Regions from separate parts of the Sus scrofa genome. Here region 1 is linked to region 2. Evidence: chromatin contacts called from public promoter capture Hi-C data. All regions are on one chromosome and are shown on one strand. Each heading gives the region's core, a stretch centred on a gene start, on an enhancer-like site or on the middle of the called end of the contact. The rest is flanking DNA. Distances are from core to core; before and after follow the strand shown. Region 1 holds the start of SMIM7 (small integral membrane protein 7). Region 2 holds the start of ANO8 (anoctamin-8).

Region 1 (2,925 bases), core at 317-2,816, 600 kb before region 2:
ATAGTGCAACCCAAAGGCAGGAATTTTATTTGTCTTGTGCCCTGCTGGGCCCCCAGCATCCAGCACAGTGGCTGGCACACAGCAGGTGCTCAATAAATGCTTGGAAAACAAATGAATGGATACAACAGGCATGTACAGGTCCCATTAGACTCCAAGTAGTTAAACAAATCAATTCAGCAGGAGGTATAAATTCTAGGGCCTCCATGGGCTGGGCAGATGGAATGACATAAAAATAAGAGGGCTGGGGCTGGGCTGAGGTAGAGGTCACATGCCCTGCTTCAGTGGGGTCCTGCATCTCGACTCCCATTCAATAGGTGCCAAAAGGTCGCCTGAACTCAGTTGTAGAGTGCTCTGATTTTTCTTAAAAATCAGACCTCTGAATTTTTACATGACATCTCCTGATTTACCTGAAAACCAATCTAATTGAAAATTAAACAAACAGGTCCACAGCATGCTGAAAATAATAGCTATTTGTGAGGCTGTTCATTCACTCATTCATTCATTCCTTCATGGTGGGAATCTTCGCACTGCAAGGACACAGAGATGAGCCAAAACAAGCTGGAGCCTCTTCTCTGGAGTGTAAGGTCAAGTGTGAGGGGCGACTTTACCAGATGATAGCACACATAAAGAAAAATTATAACTGTAATAAGTGAGATAAGTGCTGACCTATGCAGGGAGGTCTGGTAGGAGAAAGAAGCGGGTGACAGAAGTGGATAGAAGGAACATCACAAACTCAGGCCCACTACATGCACACGCACATGCGCACACACACACACATACTTAAAAAGAAAACTGGTGCGAAAGAACTGTCTTCGCTGAAATGTACCAATTCCAGAGTTCAGAAAGAAGGCCTTACCTGTGCTCGGTTCTCTCGACTCCTCCCCAAAGCCCTGCGTGTCCTTCTTTTTCCTATAAGGAGAAGCAGACAGCGTCTACTTTCAACAGGACAAAGAAACCGTTTAGTCCCCGGGCCCTGACTCCCAGCTCAGAGGGGAGCTCTAACCTTACCGCTGATTTGCTGTGTGACCTCGCTGTTCAATAATCCTCCCTGCCCCGCCCATCACAGCTATGCCTGCAGCCACGGACGGTGTGGAGAGGGTGGTCCGAAGGTGCCAGATGCGGGGTTGAGGGTACAGGCTAGGGCTAAGAGATTCTTGGGTGATGGGCCTGAGGCTCTCGTGCTTGTGAGCAGAGGGATCTCAGGAGAGTCCGATTTCATGTCGCTGTGGCCTGGAGGGTCACAGGAGGATGGCCCATAATGAAGGCGGGGCCAGAGGGCTGGGACTCGAGGGCAGGGCCCGCGGCGTAGGAAGGGCTCAAGCTCTCGGGGGCGGGGCTACGGGTCCCCCGGATGGAGCTGCGGTCCAACGCGGCCTACTCACAGTTTAAAGTTGAGCACCGCCCCGGCGTTCATCAGCAGCGTCCTGCAGAGGGAGAATACGGTTACATGGGCCGCCCCTCACCCCGTCGGGCCCTCTGGCCCAATCTTCCGGTCCCCCTAATTACCCAAACAGCAGGATGTCCCCGATCATCGTTACGGCCGGAGTGTCCGTCAGAACAGGAAGCGGAAGCCTCTGGGAGGGAGGGGAGAGGAACACGAGCCGACCAATCTCGAAGCAGCTCTGGCAAGGGCTGAGCCAATCAAAGACCAAGGCAGTCAGGGTCCCGCCTGCTGTAGACCAAACCCCCTTCAGAAAGAGAGAGCGCCGCTCCTTGTTGGGGAGGTCCAGAGTGTAACCAAGAAAGGGCGGGGCGGGGTCCTGACGTCTCCCAGGGGCGGAGCCATCTGGGGGCAGACTTGGTTCACCAATTGCGAGCCAGTCGCGCAGGCTTGAGGGACCAGCGCGCTGGAGAACTAGAGCAGCAGCTTCTGTTGTGGGGTTGGGGTCTCGGATGGGGCTTCTGGAGAAACACGGTCCCCTGATCCTTGAACTGCATAGGGGAATGGGTCTTGACAGAGTGGGCTCTCCAGGGCATGGAGGCCCAGATTGATTGGACTCCAAAAGGGCCTCCTCCCGGGCTCCACGGGAGCCGGGATCCCACACTAGACGGGCAGTACCGGGGGCAGGGGTCCCAACTGACCGATTCCCTTGGAAGACGGGGTTCCTTGTGGAGGACAGATGTCATGACTTACAGAGGGCTGAGATCATGACAGCTTTATAGACGACAGGGGTCCTGACTGAAGGGGCCCTTTGGTGCACGGGATTATGGGGTTCACAACTGATCCGGCCCCACGAGGGACGGAGGTCCTCCTGATCTAGGGGCTCCACAGAGACGAGGGTCCTAATCGAGCCCCACGGGAACCGGTCCTTGATGATCCATCCTGCCTGTTGGGCCCTGTGCTGAGCGAATCTCGTCCCCCTACAAAGACAGCTCCCCTGCCCAACTCACACACCACAAGGACCCCTCGAAGCCCACTTCGCTGGGCTGGGGGTCGTGATGGCCGAAGGGACTGACTGTGTGACACTCGACCGACAGGGCTCCGTAGGACAGGATTGTCCCAAGACCCGCTCCGAAGCCAGCGGTAGCCCCTCCTCTCCCGCGGGGGCCGGGTTGGGGGCGGTGCCTGGCGGGCGGGGGCGGGTCCAGCAGCGGGGCGCATTCGCCGGGCCTCGGGCAGCTGGACGCACCCGGCCGGGGGCTGGGGTGCGACCCGTCAGGCGCCATGGAGCTGCTCTCGGCGCTGAGCCTGGGCGAGCTGGCGCTCAGCTTCTCGCGGGTGCCCCTCTTCCCTGTCTTCGACCTTAGCTATTTCATCGTCTCCATTATCTACCTCAAGTATGAGCCAGGTGAGCCTGGGTTGGGGGCTGGAGAGGGCTGGCATTAAAGGGACGGGGGTAAACCCTGGGGGTCTGGAGGAAGAGAAAGGCCTGGATCGTGGAGGGGAGGGGACAGCCCCAGGGCCTGGTTCGGGGGAGCAGGCAG
Region 2 (3,087 bases), core at 51-2,550:
TAGCTCAGGGGCCTTGGGCTACTGGGCAGAAGTACCTGGGAAGGTCATCAACACATCGCAGTTCTCTGTAGGCACTGTCTTCATCCATGCCTTGTGGGACACCAGGTACCGACCCACCTGCAGGAGCCGCTTCCCAAAAAGCTTATCTGGGGAGCAGGCAGGGCAGGATGGGGTCAGCCCACTCCTGGATCAGGACCCTGGCCTCCAGTCTCCGCCCCTCCAGCCCTGGCACCTGATCACACACTCGCCAGGGCTCCTGGGCATTCAGCCTGGCATTCAAGGCCCTGTGAGCTCTGGCCTTGGCTTGTTTCCTTCCCTCCACGTCCTTGCACCAGCCAGGTCCTTCTCCAGGAATGCCCTTCCCCCAGGTCCTTCCTTACAAATCTTACTCATTCTAGAGGCCCAGCTCCGCCTCCAAAACCACAATCGCTGGGCACTCACTAGCAGCTCTGAGCGCCTCACCACATTATGTCATAGCTTCCTCATAGCAGGGTGCGGTTCTTACCCCCATTTCACAGGTGAGGAAACTGAGGCAGAGAGCATCTAAGTCACGCGCTCAAGGTCACACAGTCGAAAAGGGATTTGAACCCAGGACTATGTGATTCTGTATCCTCTATGGAGAGGGCCTCCCAAGCGCATCACTGCCGGGCCGCGATCCCGTAGCCCAAGGGGTGACTAGGCTCAGCCCGGGGACGGGGCTCTAGGAGGGGCGTGTCCGTGTCTCTGCTCTGGGACCCCTTAACCGCTGCACGGTCACAGCCGCGCCCGCCGGGCCGCAGCCGCAGTGCCGGAGGAACGGGCCCCTCGACTGGACTCCAGGCCCGGGACCGCTGAGTCCAATCCCGCTCCCCGTACAGCCGCCGTGAACATCCCAGGCACCTGCAACCCTGTCATATTCAGGCACTGCACACATACCCAGAACTCCAGACGCCGGGGCTGCAGGCTCGCCCTCCGGCGGAGGCCTCTTACCACGTTCGTCCTCCAGGGACGTGCCCCCGGCGCCGGAGGCGGATTCGGCCATGGCGAGGGCAGGGCGGGTCAGGAGCTGCGGGTGGCCCAGGCGCCGGGGGCCCGCGGGCTCATGGGGCCGGTGCAGCAGCCGAGTGCGCTGGAGGTGGAGACAAAGGCCGCGCCCGCCCGCGCCGGCCGCCGTCCCCGCGTGCCCGAGATTGTTTCTCGTCCCCGTCCGCGCCGAACCTCGATTCTCCTGGGCCCAGCGCCCGTCGTTCTCTGGTTCTCGACTCCGCCCGTGTTGTTTTCTGAGTTTCGTTCTCGCCCGCCCACCTCGCTCTCTGGTGCTCGTCCCCGCCCGCACCGAACGCGAATTCTCCTCCTGGTCCCCGCCCGCACGGTATTCTGGGTCTCGTCCCCGCCCGCCGTGGACCTGGATCCTCCGCCTCCTAGCTTTAGTTTCCACATCTGTTTGGAATCCGAGGTGGACGTGGGAGGGGGCGGACCTAGTCGGGGGAAATTCCTGGTAGCAGAAATTTCAACCACCGCAGCAGGGATGAGAATAAATATATCAGAGCCTGCCTTAGGGCCTTAGCACATGCTGTTCAGCTATCTAGGACTCTCTTCACACCCTTTGTCCAGTTAACTCCAACACCTTTAAAGATGTAACGTCCTCAGAGAGGATCTGATTGTGTTACCAAATTTAGCAAATAAAAATACAGTCCTTCTGGAGTTCTCAACGTGGCGCCGGGGAAACGAATCCGACTAGGAATCATGAGGTGGCAGGTTCGATCCCTGGCCTCGCTCAGTGGGTTAAGGATCCGGCGCTGAGGTGAGCTGTGATGTAGGTCGCAGAGGTGGCTTGGATCTGGCGTTGCTGTGGGTGTGGCATAGCCTGGCAGCTGTAACTCCGATTCGACACCTAGCCCAGGAATCTCCATATGCCGCGGGTGCGGCCCTAAAAAGCAACAACAACAATAATAATATTACAGTCCTCCTAGTTAAATGTGAATTTCGGATAAATGAATAAATTTTCAGTATGTCCCAAGTATTGCATGGGATATAGTTACACTAAAACGTTACTCATTGTTTATCTGAAATTCACATTTAACTGAGTGCCCTGTATTTTGCCTGTCACTTGGACCTCCCGACCACCCTGAATGGCCTCCTCCATTAGACTGAAAAGCCAGCGCGCGCAGAGTCCCAGGCAAATTCTGTTCTCACACAGTAGGCACTTGATGTATACTTTCGACAGACAGAACTCGGAGACGGCGAATGTCATCGTTTGCCCTTCTTTACAAATGAAAAAATTGAGCAGAGCGAGGCATGGGGTCTTTAGACCTGTATCCTGTTCGTCTTCCCAAAGTATATGAGCGCCGCCCTCCCGCTCCGTCCTAGAACCAGAGAATTAGTCGTGCGAAAGCGTCCTGCTGAGATCCCACCCGTCCGGTGCCTGGAATTCCACCATCTGCGCTTTATTCCATCAGCCGCCGCTGTCCTGGGTTAACCTGAAAGTAATCTCTGAGACTCCCCTCTGGCTTTCGGGGAGCCATAGACCAACCGAACACTCAACTCTGCAGCAGCAGACCTGGGCCAGAGTAGCCCAGAGGGGCGAGAGGACTGTGCTGGGGGTTCTAGGGAAGCTTCCTGGCAAAGGGGACCTTGGAGCTAGGCACTGAGGCTGAGCTTGTCAGAGGAAGAAGGGTATACGAGGCCATGGAGACAGCGGGAGGAAATCTAGGGAGGGGTGAGAACTGTAGAGTTCCGAGAAAACTAGAAATCTTCCCAGAAGTATGGACAAGATTTTCCCAGGGTCAGTGCATAGGTTCCCCGGAATTCTCTCCCGGTCACTGAGATGCTCTTGCTTCGCCTAAGGCTATGTAGTGGCCAAACGGGACTCAAATCCTTTCTTCTCCATAATTCCCACCGCCCTAAGCCAAGCCCTGTTCTTACCCCCACCCTCTTTTCCGGTATCTCAGATCCCTGCTGCTCTAGGATCCCAAAAATTCTGTCTAATGTTGCAGGGGGAACACCATTTAGCTGCACCCGGAGTGCTAGCACCCTGTCCTTTCCTGGAATCAGCCAATAGAAGCTAAGATCTTCAGTGGGTGGGCGGTACGTCTTCTACGGGGCCCA

Evidence for each region. Promoter capture Hi-C pulls out the DNA fragments that hold promoters and counts their contacts.
Region 1: a contact with region 2 is called in a promoter capture Hi-C map of liver, with 3 times the contacts expected there. The contact joins the promoter of SMIM7 here to the promoter of ANO8 in region 2. A contact is called at or near these places in 1 of 5 promoter capture datasets (liver) and 1 of 2 datasets of contacts at active chromatin or transcription factors (alveolar macrophages).

What each region holds. Positions count from the first base shown.
Region 1 is chr2:60,960,173-60,963,097 of Sscrofa11.1, reverse strand. It overlaps SMIM7 (small integral membrane protein 7), which reads right to left and starts at 1,566. Exons shown (of 5, transcript NM_001244720.1): 1 at 1,507-1,566; 2 at 1,383-1,424; 3 at 857-909. The coding sequence starts at 1,532. It overlaps TMEM38A (trimeric intracellular cation channel type A), which reads left to right and starts at 2,571. Exons shown (of 6, transcript XM_021083580.1): 1 at 2,571-2,789. The coding sequence starts at 2,666.
Region 2 is chr2:60,355,407-60,358,493 of Sscrofa11.1, reverse strand. It overlaps ANO8 (anoctamin-8), which reads right to left and starts at 1,300. Exons shown (of 19, transcript XM_021083565.1): 1 at 970-1,300; 2 at 36-146. The coding sequence starts at 1,021.